Linked DNA regions of Sus scrofa: region 2 is linked to region 1. A link is a contact called in public HiChIP or PLAC-seq data. All regions are on one chromosome and are shown on one strand. Each heading gives the region's core, a stretch centred on a gene start, on an enhancer-like site or on the middle of the called end of the contact. The rest is flanking DNA. Distances are from core to core; before and after follow the strand shown.

Region 1 (6,335 bases), core at 1,639-4,138:
TGCCGGCCTACACCACAGCCACAGCAACGCAGGATCTGAGCCGCGTCTGCGACCTACACCACAGTTCAGGGCAACGCCAGATCCTTAACCCACTGAACAAGGCCAGGGATGGAATTCATGTCCTCGTGGATATTAGTCAGGTTCTTAATCTACTGAGCTACAAGGGGAACTCCCAGCTGTGCTCCTCCTGACCTGTGTGACCCTGGGCAAGTGATTGGAGCTCTCTGGGCCTTATTTTCCCCATGTGGAAAATCAGTAAGATGGATGATAATGAAACCAAGATAATAAAGCCTTCGGAGGGTTTTGTGAGGATTAAATGAGTTACTAAGTGTAAAGCAATGGAAACAGCGCCTGGCACTTAGGAAATGCTTGATAAACACATTAAAATAAAATCATATTGATATGATTTTCAGGGAGGGCAGGGTAGGGGCTGGGGTGGTTTTCCCTTTCACGTACCTGAATTTTCCGGCTTCTCTCCTCTTCACTCTCTAATTCCAGCAGTTCATCGATGTTGACTTCATCGGGCATGTCTGCCTCCTGAGGCGGGGAGGGACGGGCTGTCAGGCGGCCTTGCCCCTCCTTCCCCGCCTTTGTCCAGGGCTCCGGAGGAGCCCCGGCGGCCCCAGGGCCCAGCTGGCGGGTTCCGGAGCAATAATGTGACAGTCAGGGACAGCACCGCCAAGGCGGGACATCTGGGTGTTGGGGGAGGGGTGACAGATGGGTTGACAGAGGCCCCAGGAGCCTGTACCAGCTCAGATGCTGGCCCCGGGGCCCGGGAGTCTCGGGGCTGGCATGGGTCTCTCCCCTTGGCCGCAGTTCCCATAGTGGGAAGCAGGCCTAGGTTGAGTCTTGGAATGTCAGATTCTGGGATTCAGGAGAGGGGCTGGCTCTGCCCTTTCAAGGAAAAGTTTAAGCACTAGGTGCAGGGGAGGGAGGCTGGCAGGATGGAGCCTGCTGGGGGTGGGCCCTGGCCCCAGGGGACAGAGAGGCCTTGGGCCAGCCTCCTCCTCCCCTTGGGGCCAAAGAGGCCCCCCAAGGTGGGTGGGTAGAATAAGCCACCAGCCCACCTTTGAGCAGACAACTGGGGGGCTTGTACAGCCTCTTGGGGCAAAGGGCCAAATGCAGGCTGGCTCAGTACCCCTGTCGGGGACAGAACCCAGCTGTCTGAGCACGAGGTCCCGAGGCTACAGATTTTTTCCTTCCCCACCAAAGTCCTGCAGATTCCACTGCAGGCTCCAGGCCTTGGGTGGTCTGGGAGCTGCATGTGGAGATGAGGGCTCAGCAAAAGACTGGAGTGTCGGTGTGTTACCCGTCCGTGTGAGTCACAGCCTGATGCCCAGGCCACAGGGCCAGTGGGAGGGTGTAGCAATGTATGACATACCGTGCAGCTTGTACAGGGGCCCACGGTCCTCCTATGGTAGGCGGCGTGTGACTCTAGCTTAGCATGTTTGTCTCATCATCATGTGTCGCTGTGGGATATGTTGATCAGTAAGTGACCACAACTTGTGTCCTTGAGTGTCCGGCTGGCTCTAGCGCCGTCTGAGGGTGAGCTCATAGGATCCCACCGACCACTAGCAACTGTCCGCCTGCGTGAGCTCATGTGTCTGAGAACAGGGGCCCTCGGGTCACTGCGAGGGGCCACGGCTTCTCCCACCTTTGTGCTGGGCTGAGGAGGCTCTGTCATCTCACATGTCTGTGTCCGCTTCCTCTGACTCTCATGGGTGGTACAAAGTGTGACTTCAAGCGGAGACAAGTGAAATGTGTCTGTCTGGACCCCCTGAGACAGCACAGGAGGCTGCAGCTTATGCCCTATGTGTCCACAGGCAATTGCAGCTTCTGCCATTGTGCGTCCACAGGTGCCCATAGCCTACGCGGTTTTCTGTCTGGGTGTAGCTATAATTCCTGTTATTTGATGTCTGCGTGTGGCTGCAGCATCTGTCATTGCCTTTGCATGTTTTTTGCTTTTAGGAGATAATGGATGGTCGTTACTTGAATCACTGAGTGTCGGGGTAGCTGTTGTAGCTTGCACTGCTTGCAAGGCTCTACAGATTGCGCTGTGTGTGTCTATGAACAGCTGTAAGTGGAGTCCTTTTGTGTGGGCGTAGTTGTGTTGTATCTGTATAGGGCACTGTGGCCTGTGCTGTTGTGACCAGGAGAGCCTGTGGCTGTAGCATGGGTTGATCTGTCCCACAGCCGGTGTCCCTGACAGTCTGTGCATGGCTGTTGCTTCTGTCACTGGGTCTGTGAGTGGCCATAGCTTGTCACTGTGCAGGTCTGTGAATGCTGATGTTTCCTTGGCTGTGCGGTTCCCTGCGGTTGTATCTCCGGTCACCATGTCTATGTTTGGCTTTAAGACATCCTCCTCCCCCCACCTTTTCTTCCAGATATGGCCACTCTGGCTCCCCAAGTTGGCCTCCTAACCTCCCATATGCTAAAGCCCTGGTCCTCCCCTGTGTTTTTACCCAAGTGTGAGCACAAGCAGAGTGCCAGGGAGGGTGGACGGCGGGGGCCCATGTGTCGCGGGGCCAGCGTTCTCCCCTGGCAAGGAGGCTGCGCATGCACCAGCGAGCTCAAGCAATGAGAGACCCCCAAGGCGCAGGGGGGCAGGGCCCGGGCTCCGTCGGTCTAGGACGCCCCCTGCGCCCCCCACCCCTCCCCGCCTCACCCTGCCACGGTACAGCTCCTCCAAGCGCCAGTCGATCCACTTCTCCACGTCCAGCCGCCGCTGCAGCTCCCGCCGATCGTACTTGACGGTGACACGCGCGTGTCGCTTCTGCAGCCCCCCGGGGCTGCCCCCCGGCCCCCGGGCCCGCGACGGAGACTGCAGCTTGCTCAGCACCCGCTTGCCCAGCCGCTGAGCTGCCATCGCGGTCCTGGCCCCGGCCCCGGCGCCGCGCTGTGCGCTTTCGCCTCTCACCCAGGGGGCCTCTTACGGGCCGGGGCGGGGCTGGCCGGGGGCGGGGGCTCGGGCTCGCCGGGGGGCCGGCCACGCCCCGGCCGCCCGGGCCTCAGTTTCCCCGCCTGCTGCGCGAGGACCGGCCGCCGCGTGGGCGTGAAGCCCGCGGCTGGGCCTGGCTCAGGTAGGGGCCGGGGCCGAGAGCCCCAGGCCGGGGCCGGGCGGCTGGGGCTCCCGGGGCCTGGATCCCGGGGGGCGGGTCCCGGGACGGTTCTCCGGGACCTGGCCTGTTTGCTCCCTCTGGCGGTTGCAAGGGACATGACAGGAGCCCCCTGTGAACAAACCCTTCCACAGGGAAGGTCAAACCACAGTCTTCGAAGCACATCCTTTCTTTCATTTACCCACAATCCAAGCGTCCATTCGTTCACATGCACTCACTGTATTCAAGAAATACTCAGTTGACATCATGACATTGGGGTGTTAGTCCCTCTCTCTTTTTCTCCTTCATATTAGACGCCTCACACCAGATAGCATCCAATGGTCCTCTCTCCCTCTGGCCACCACCAGGCTCCCCGGCCCCCACTCTCCTAGGCACTGGGGACAGAGCAGGGAACAAAACACACAAGCCCAGTCCTCACAGGGGTGACGCTCTTGTGGTGGAGGCGGGCGGCAACGTAATAAGTAAGTACAGTGCATTGTACATTTATTAGAATATAAGTTGTATGGAGAACCATGGAGAATAAAATGAGAAATGGAGTGAGGGTGAGGGTGGGGTTTTAGGGAGGGGAGAGGGTGACCAGAGAAGTCCCTTACCTCACAAGTCTTCCCACTTCTGATGGAAAGCAGCAAGAATAACACTGCAAAACTTAAATAAAACTTAAATTTGGCCATGTCCTTTCGCTGCTGAAGACGATTTATAATGAGGCAGTGGCTTCTTACATGACACATAAAGCACAAACGATAAAAGAAAAAAAAGATAAGTTGGATACCATCAAAATTTAAAAATTTGTGTTTCAAAGGATATCAAGAAATTGAAAAGGAGTTCCCACCATGACACAGTTGGTTAAGAATCTGACTGCAGGAGTTCCCCTTGTGGCTCAGTGGTAACGAACCTGACTAGTATCCATGAGGACCTGGGTTTGACCCCTGCCCTGCTCAGTGGGTTAAGGATCTGGCGTGGCTGTGCGCTGTGGTGCAGGCCACAGATGCAGCTCTGACCTGTCGTTGCTGTGGCATAGGCTGCAGCTGCAGTTCTAATGTGATCCCTAGGCTCCGAATAGCCCTATGCCGCGGCTGAAGCCCTAAAAAAAAAACACAACTGCAGTGGTTTGGATGCTGCAGAAGTGTGGGTTTGATCGCCTGCCGGTGCAGTGGGTTAAAGGATCCAGTATTGCTGTAGGTCACAGCTGCTTCTCTGGCCTGGGCACTTCCACATGCCACAGACATGGCCAAAAAAAAAAAAAAAAAAGAGTAAGAGATTTCTTTTGAGGTCAATGAAATTTTCTAAAATCAATTGTGATGGTAGTTGCATAACTCTATGAATATACCAAAAACTACTGAAGTGTACTTTTTTTTTTTTTTTTGTCTTTTCTAGGGCCGCTCCTGCGGCATATGGAGGTTCCCAGGCTAGGGGTCTAATCAGAGCTGTAGCTGCCAGCCTATGCCAGAGCCATAGCAACTCAGGATCCAAGCCGTGTCTGCTACCTATACCACAGCTCACGGCAACGCCGGATCCTTAACCCACTGAGCAAGGCCAGGGATCGAGCCTCAACCTCATGGTTTCTAATCAGATTCGTTAACCACTGTGCCACAACGGGAACTCCTTGAATTGTAGGTTTTAAAGGCGTGAAATGTATGGCCTGTGAGTTATGTCTCAATAAACCTGTCATATTAACAGAAAAAAACTTCTCCATGGATCCCCATTGTTCAGTGGGGGGGCAATCAAAGTCTGCCAGACACAGTCCCATCCACACACTTTTGCACTAGCTGTTCCTCTGTCAGGAAAGCTCTTCCCACAATGATGTCACCAGGGCTCACTGCTGCACCCCCTCAAATGTCACCTGTGCAGTGAGGTCTTCTCTGATCACACTATGTCATATTGCAATTCCCATGCCCCTTACCTGGCTCTGTGTTTTATTCATAATACTCACTGCCTTTAAAAAAAAAAAATTCTTAAGGTTACCTCTGTGGCCTATGGAAATTCCCAGGCTAGGGGTTGAATCAGACCTGCTGCCAGGGGTCCAACCCATGTTCTCGTGGATACTAATCGTGTTTGATGCTGCTGAGCCATGACGGGAACTCTGACACTTACCCTTTTTGAGTTTGAGGCTTCTCAGCTGTAAATGGAGATTTTCTTTTCTTTTTAGGGCCGCAAGAATCGAGGCACATTCAAGTTCCCAGGCTAAGGGTCAAATTGGAGCCGCAGCTGCTGGCCTGCACCACAGCCACAGCAATGCCAGATCCAAGCTGCATATACAACCTATGCCACAACTTGCGGGAATGTCAGATCCTTAACCCACTGGGTGAGGCCAGAAATCAAACCCACATCCTCACAGAGACAATTTCAGGTTCTTAACCTGCTGAGCCACACGGGATCTCCCTATTCACTGCCTTTTAACATTGGATATAATTTTTTTTTTTAATCTGGGCCTTTGTATTTATTTATTTGTTTGTCTGTTTGTTTATTTATTGTCTTTTTAGGGCCGCACCTGCAGCATATGGAGGTTCCCAGGCTAGGGGTCGAATCGGAGCTGTAGCTGCCAGTCTACACTATAGTCACAGCAATGCCAGATCTGAGCCACATCTGCGACCCACACCACCACAGCTCATGGCAACGCCAGATCCTTAACCCACTGAGCAAGGCCAGGGATCAAATCCACAACCTCATGGTTCCTAGTCAGATTGTTTCTGCTGCGCCACCATGGGAACTCCCATCATTGGATATAATGTACTCATTTTGTTTGCTGTCTGTTTTCTAACTAGTGAGGTACCAAAGGAAGGGCCATAGGGATGGTCCACCTTGGGTACAGGCAAAAAAGGAGTGCACCGTCTGTAGAGAATTTTAAAATAACAATAAAACTTACCGGCGTTCCCCGTTGTGGCTCAGTGGTAATGAACCCAACTAGCATCCATGAAACTGCTGGTTCGATCTCTGGCCTCTCTCAGTGGGTTAAGGATTTGGTGTTGCCATGAGCTGTGGTGTAGGTTGCAGATGTGGCTCAATCTGGTGTTGTTGTGGCTGTGGTGTAGGTTGCATACTCAACTCAGAACTTCCATATGCCATGGGTGTGGCCCTAAAAAGACGAAACATAGAATAAAATGGAAATGTATTTATTTTCAATTGTTGAATGAAAGAATGAACAATATAAAGATTCTTACATGATTATTATTGAAAATAATTTTCTGGAGAGAGGAGGAAGTGTAAAAAATTTATCCACCC
Region 2 (6,335 bases), core at 1,489-3,988, 130 kb after region 1:
AAATTTGGGTTTTGAGCCTGGGAAGGTGGTGTAGGGTGGCGGTGGAAGTGTCCGGACATGGGACACAGGCGCCGAGGGGGGTCCAGAACACCCCTCGCTATCTCCATCACCGCCCTCTGCTTCCTGAGTCCCTCGAGGGACCTCTCCCGGAGAGCGAGCGGTCCCAGGAGCGGGCCCCTGCTTCAGGACCTCAGCGTAGGAGATGGCTCCCGAGGTAGCGGAGAAGAGTCCTGCACCTCCTCCGCCGCCCCCAAGAGAGGCTTTGGCTGCTAAGGAACTCGAGGCTGCCGCAGGGGGTAGAGGGGGCCCTGACTTGAAGGTGACTTTACACAGCAAGTTCAGGCCGGGCTCGGAGGCCGCCGGCAGGGCCATTTCTCCCTCGCCTGCTTGGGGAGGTGCCCCTCTGCGGGCACCGCAGGCCGTCTGGACCTCGCTACCGCGCCTGGCTTGGCTTTCTGTAGGGGTTGCGGCGGGTGTGGCCAGAGCAGGAGTGATTTTACGATCCAGGGGCTGCCGGTCGGAAGGTGGCGGTAGTGGTGGCTTCCGCAGCTCTGAGGGCGGTGGAATCGGGGATAGGGCCCTCGGGACAGGGTTGGAATCCTCTTCGGTTAGTTGCCGGGGCGGCGGCGGCAGCGGGCGGAGGCTCGGAGGGTCGCCCTGGCCGCGATGGCTCGCCTCCAGCAGACCGCGGATTCGGGGCACCGAAGTGCCCGTGGGTTTTCGCCACTTAGACGGCGCGGGCAGCAGGGTCCCCACGGGGGGCGGGGGTGGCGTAGAGACCGTGGCCGCAGCCGCCTCCTCTGAAGGAGGCGTCACTGGCGAGGGCAGTTCTAAGGTCAGGGGCAGGGGTGAGGGTGAGGCCTGGGGCTCCGGGGGTACCAGGAGTCCTGGGGGCGGAGAGCTGCCAGGGAACCAGACACCCAGCCCTCGAGCCAGGCGCATGGCTGGGGAAGAGGGGGTCACCTCGGGCTCCATCAAGGATGTCCGGCGGGAGTCGGAGGACCGGCCCGAGGCCTGCTCTTTTCGGGAGCCCCCGCCAGCGGACGGCTCCGACTGCACGTTCCCCATTTCTGACGGAGGTCAGGGACTGTGGTCAGAAAAACGTCAGCCAGTCAATCTATCAGGGCTGGGGGAAACCCACGAGGCAGAGTTGTACTTGGTCCTATCTATCCTCACCCGCCCTGCCCTTGTCCTCCGATATCCACTCGGGAACTAGTCTCTAGCCGCATTCCTATTTCTCTGCTCTTGACGTTCACATCTTCTTCCCCGTGGACCCATACAGCTGCTGTTCAGGTACAGAGTCCCCATTCTCTTAGTGTACTAAGGTTCAGTACCTGTCTTCCTATCTGGACCCTCAGATCACATCCCTTCGCTTTGACCACATCCGAGGTCTCTAGACTCCAAGACATAGGCCTTGCCCGCCTTCCTTGCCAGTTACTCAGGCCACAACACGCGTGGTGATTGTACTCTGTAGCTTGTAAGACCAAGGAGTACCAGCTTCTCTCCCTGAACTCTCAACAAGGTTTCTTTGGCCCAGGCCCCGCCTCCTCCCTCTGGTCCCGCCCCCGATTGTCAGGGAATCGGGCCTTCTCAACCAGACCCCCCAACCCTCCCCAGGTCTGGCCCCGCCTCCGCTTAACAAATCCAGATATTTTTGTCGTGCTAACCCCTCAGTCCTCACCTCTAACCCTCAACTCCCTCTCAATTGATTATTTGGTTCCCGCCCTCTTCCCAGGCTTCACTGCTAAATTTCTTTTCCTGCTCCAGGTCTAGCGGCAGACCTCATACTCAGGCTCCACCCCTTCCCCCAAGCTCCGCCCTCGCTCCTCCTCTCAGAGGATCCCACTCACCGACTCCACCAGCCGACCGAAGTTCGGACCGCGGCCCCCTGGGCCCAGGGGAGGGAGGGGAACGGCCGCAGCAGAAAGTAACCGAAAAGAACGGGGCAAGCGGGCGAGGCAGCAAGAGCGGACCCCGAGACCTAGGCCCCGCCCATAGGCTCGAGCCCCCCGCCCCGTGTGCCAGCTTGAGCACTGCCCCTTAGGAACCTGGATCTCCCTTTGAAATACTCCAGTGTCTTCTTCCCCGCCCCCAGGCCTTGCAGTCCTAGGCCCCACCCCTGTAGAACGTTCTTTTAAGCCCCGCCCCTTCACAATGCCCCGCCCTCTCCGTTAGTTTCTCTCCTGAAGCTCCGCCCATTATGAACACAGCTGCGTAGCTCCTCCCTTTTGGAACTCTCCGTCGTCCGGCCCCTAAAGGCAGTTTACTTGTAAGCTCCGTCCTACAAGGACAACCTCTCCTCCCAAGACCCTCTTTCCTCTGGCTCGCCCAGAAGGCCCTTCCTCTGTGGATCCGCCCCTTCTATGACGCACGCGCTCGTCCGCGCCTCCCGCGTCTTCACTCTCCTTTTCCAGGCCCTCCGACCCCGCCCCCTAGCGATGCTCCCTTCTCGCCCCACCCCTTTTCGAACCCCGCCAGGCACCCCGCCACTCCCATTTAGAACCCAAAACATAGACCTTGCCTCTTTAGAACATCCAGAGCAAGCTCTGTCCTAGACTCCCTCCCTACATCCTCAGGGACCAATGGCACAGATGGGTGGGAAAGGAGGGGATCCTTTCTGGATCCTAAGAAAATGGGGGCTGGGGGGCTGTTCGCTGGAGCCAGGGCCGGGCTCTAGGACCCAGCGGGCAAGTGCGCCTGCCTCGCGCTTACCCCTCCCCCCAAGCCGCCCCCTCCCCCCCCATCTACCAGGTTTCCCCTCCCTCCCCCCTCGCCCCGGCTCCCGGTGCCCGTCTCTAGCGCCGCCGGAGCCAGCGAGGGAGCTGGAGCGAAGAGGAGGAGGAGGAGGAGGCCACGTCGCCACCGCTCGGAGCCCGGCCGGAGCCTTCCAGGCAGGTGCCGAGGGGGGCGAGGGGGCGGGGGCTGACAGACGGCCTGTCACGGTGAGGGGGCAGCCGGGACCGCGCAGCGCCTCCTGTCCACCGGGACGCCCCCAGACCCTGGCTGGAAGGACAAGGGGGTGGGGGCTCCTAAACTGCGCGGCAGCCATTTGGGGTACCAGTCTCCATTTGGGGGGGCCTGGACTTCCTACGAGGACACCCCATTCATAATTTCCGTACTGGACCCCCACCATTGAGGAAATCTGGGGACCACTCCCCCCAGGAAACAGATCATAGGGAGCGTAGGGCACCCAGAAATCCCGGCATCCCATCCCAGTAGGCCCTGGGGGGGGACCCCTGCCCTCTTTCTCTGCTTCACCTGTTGTCGGGGGAGGCGGGCGGACAAAGGAAGCAGCGTCACGTGACTGCTCATTCACAAAATCCCATCCCATTGAGAAAAGGGGGCTGGGGGCGCTGCGGCGGCCCCTTCCCCTCCCGAAAGGCTGGGGAAACCCGACAGCCTGCTGGTGGGGGAAGGGGCTAGAGCTCGTGGCTTGGGTGCTTGAGGCTGGGGCACCAAGGTCCCTGCGCTAGGTGGTAGTGAGGGGTTGGAGGCTGATCCTGATTGCTGGGCGGAGGGCTATGGTCCCTGAACAGGGGGGAGGGGGGCTGGGGGGCGGGGTAAGATGGTTCTGAAGGATGCTGGGGCCGGGAGAGGGAAGAGGAGGGATCAATTCCCCCCTCCCCGCCCGCCTGCCCGCCCGCAATCTCTCCCCCTTGCCTTTCCTCGGCAGGGGCCTGAGGGAGCAACCTTGATTTTGTGAATGAAATGCTCTCTGGATGTGTCTCGGTCGCCCGTTCCTGGCTTCTTCTGCCTCCATCTCCCTTTCGGCCTGTCTCTGGCCATTTCTGGTTCTCTCCCTGCTCTCTGCCCATCTCCCGTTGCCGGGTGACTCAATGAGCTTTGCATCCGGTCTCATTCATAAATCCGGGAAGGGGTGGGGGGAAGAGAGCCTGGGTTTCTCACCCAGCCAGTGGCCTGGGCGGCAGGGTGCGGAGGCAGTGTAGGGGGGACTGGGGCTGAGTTGATGGGCTCTAAGAAAATACATATGCGCAGGCACCCAGCTGTGAGGGGGACGATGGGTGGGGCTGTGGGTACGTGCAGAGGGAGGAGAAGGAGAGAGGTTGATAGGGGATGAGCAGGAGGAGGAAGGGAAGTGGAAGAGCAAAGCTATGGGGGGTGAGGACGGGCAAGATGGGGAGAGGGAGAAAAGGTGGGTAGGGAGAAAAAAGGTAGCTATGGAGGAAAAGGTAGGCATGGGAGGAAGGAGATGGCAAGAGGAAGAAAGAAGCAGTGCTGGAGGAAGGTGGGCATGGGGAAGAAGATGGGCAGAAGAGACGTGATGGGGACGGGGAGAAGGTGGCATGGGGTGGAGGTGGGTATGGAAGGTGAGGTACAGGCTGGCTGAGGGTGCAGTAGATCCAGCTGAGGGAGCTGAAGAGGGGAGGTGAAGGATGGGGGGGACACTGAATAGGAGAACAGGATTGGGGCTCACTGACGGTGTTGTCTCTGTCCCCCCCAAACTCCTCCAGGTACATGGTTCGGGTCCGAGCCGTGGTGATGGCCCGAGATGACTCCAGTGGGGGCTGGCTGCCTGTGGGGGGCGGGGGCCTCAGCCAGGTGAGCGTATGTCGGGTCCGAGGGGCCAGGCCCGAGGGGGGGGCCCGCCAGGGGCACTACGTCATCCACGGGGAGCGCCTCCGGGACCAGAAAGTGAGCCACCCTGGGGCATGGGGGTGGTGTGGGGTGTGGGGAAGTAGGGGAACGGGGCTGGGAATGCAGAGGTGTGGTCCGGTCATCTCCCAGCCCGGATCAAACCGGGGTGTGGGATGGAGTTGGAAGTGAATGTCTGTCCTCTGGATACGAGTTGAGAGTTTCCGGACTACTGGGGCTATGAAGCAGGTCCTGTCCACTGCCACTGCCTGCTCGACTGTCACAGCAGCCTCCCCCCTGGTCTCCTTGCCCTGCTCCTGCTCCCTCCCCCACCTTCGGTCTGTTCCACAGGGGCTGTGCTAACACCTGACTCAGATCACATCCCTCCTCTGCTCAGAACCCTCCCCGTGGCTCCATCTTGCTCAGAGATCCTCACCAGGAGGCATTTACACCACGGGCCCCTGACTGCTCTAAATATATGGAGGCATTTGGTGGGGGCCCATCTGGAAGTGTCAGAGAGGGTTTACAATCCTATTGTGGGTTCAGCAGGAATATTCTGGACTGTCTGGCATGAAGTGGAAAGAGATGTTGACGTTTCAGCCAGGGAGGTAGTAGAAAGAACTGGATTGAGAAGGCTTGGGGTAAGGGTTGCCTTTCAGAACAGAGGGTGGAAGGAAGCGTGTAGGGGGATTTGAAAGGGTGTAAAAGAATGCAGTTGTGTTGGGCCAGAAAATGAGGGACCATCCGAGGTGTTGACTAGCATCAGAGGGGAAAGCTGTGGGAGCTGGAGACGAATTTGAGGGGTAGTGTTTGGGGGAGATTCTTGGGGCATCAGAAGGGGATAAATAATAATATTTTGAGATGTTCAGTAAAGTTTGGGGGGTCCAATTGAGTCAAATGGGGGATATTGGATCTCAGAAGGAGGCTGACTAATTTTTTGAGGCATTCAGTAAAATTTGGGATTCCTCTTGAGATATCAGAGGGAGGTGTTAGGCAAATGTAGGGATCAAGGGGATTGGGGAAAATACTGGGGTATCAGAGGTGTTCTCAGTACAATTTGGGGGTGGTGTTGGGGTGTTGATCGGGGCTACAGGGTACTCCTAGGATTGAGAAATTAGGTTTGTGGGATGCTCTGCCATAGAGCCCAGGAAAGTCACAGACATGGCTGGAATGGGGTGTCTGACCTGGCCCCCTCCTGCCCCCCTCAGACCACCTTGGAGTGTACCTTGAGGCCAGGCTTGGTTTACAACAAGGTGAACCCCATCTTCCACCACTGGAGCCTGGGTGACTGCAAGTTTGGGCTGACGTTTCAGAGTCCTGCAGAGGCCGATGAGTTCCAGAAGAGCCTACTGGCTGCGCTGGCTGCACTGGGTCGAGGTGAGTGGAGCAGGTGGTGGGCTCTGGGGACAGCGGTGGGGGAGTGAGGGGTGGAAGGGTAGGAGATGGGAGAAGCTGGGCCCAGGAAACTAACACTCTGCCTCTCTCCCTGCCCCAGGCTCACTCACCCCCTCCTCCTCCTCCTCTTCCTCCCCTTCCCAGGACACTGCAGAGACCCCCTGCCCTCTGACGGTGAGTCTCCAGGGTACAGCTCTGCTGGGAGGCAGGGGTTCATTTCTATTCTACAAACATTCTTGAGCACCTACTGTGTATCCAGCACTATGCCACATGCTGGGGACACGAATTTGAGCCCAAACTATTAGTGTCCCATTCAATCCCATTTATTCTAGTTTTTCTCTTCTCTC

The links. HiChIP or PLAC-seq counts read pairs in DNA pulled down with a chosen protein or histone mark.
Region 2: a contact with region 1 is called in an H3K27ac HiChIP or PLAC-seq map of alveolar macrophages. The contact joins the promoter of SPRED3 here to the promoter of PPP1R14A in region 1. A contact is called at or near these places in 2 of 5 promoter capture datasets (fetal liver and fetal skeletal muscle), 9 of 47 Hi-C or Micro-C datasets (alveolar macrophages, embryonic fibroblasts, fetal heart ventricle and 4 more) and 1 of 2 datasets of contacts at active chromatin or transcription factors (alveolar macrophages).

What each region holds. Positions count from the first base shown.
Region 1 is chr6:47,171,169-47,177,503 of Sscrofa11.1, forward strand. It overlaps PPP1R14A (protein phosphatase 1 regulatory inhibitor subunit 14A), which reads right to left and starts at 2,889. Exons shown (of 4, transcript NM_214337.1): 1 at 2,666-2,889; 2 at 457-537. The coding sequence starts at 2,866.
Region 2 is chr6:47,299,473-47,305,807 of Sscrofa11.1, forward strand. It overlaps SPRED3 (sprouty-related, EVH1 domain-containing protein 3), which reads left to right and starts at 2,739. Exons shown (of 6, transcript XM_021094342.1): 1 at 2,739-2,891; 2 at 4,473-4,560; 3 at 5,802-5,970; 4 at 6,089-6,162. The coding sequence starts at 4,477. It overlaps GGN (gametogenetin), which reads right to left and starts at 2,104. Exons shown (of 3, transcript XM_005664585.3): 1 at 1,851-2,104; 2 at 1-1,087. The coding sequence starts at 1,068.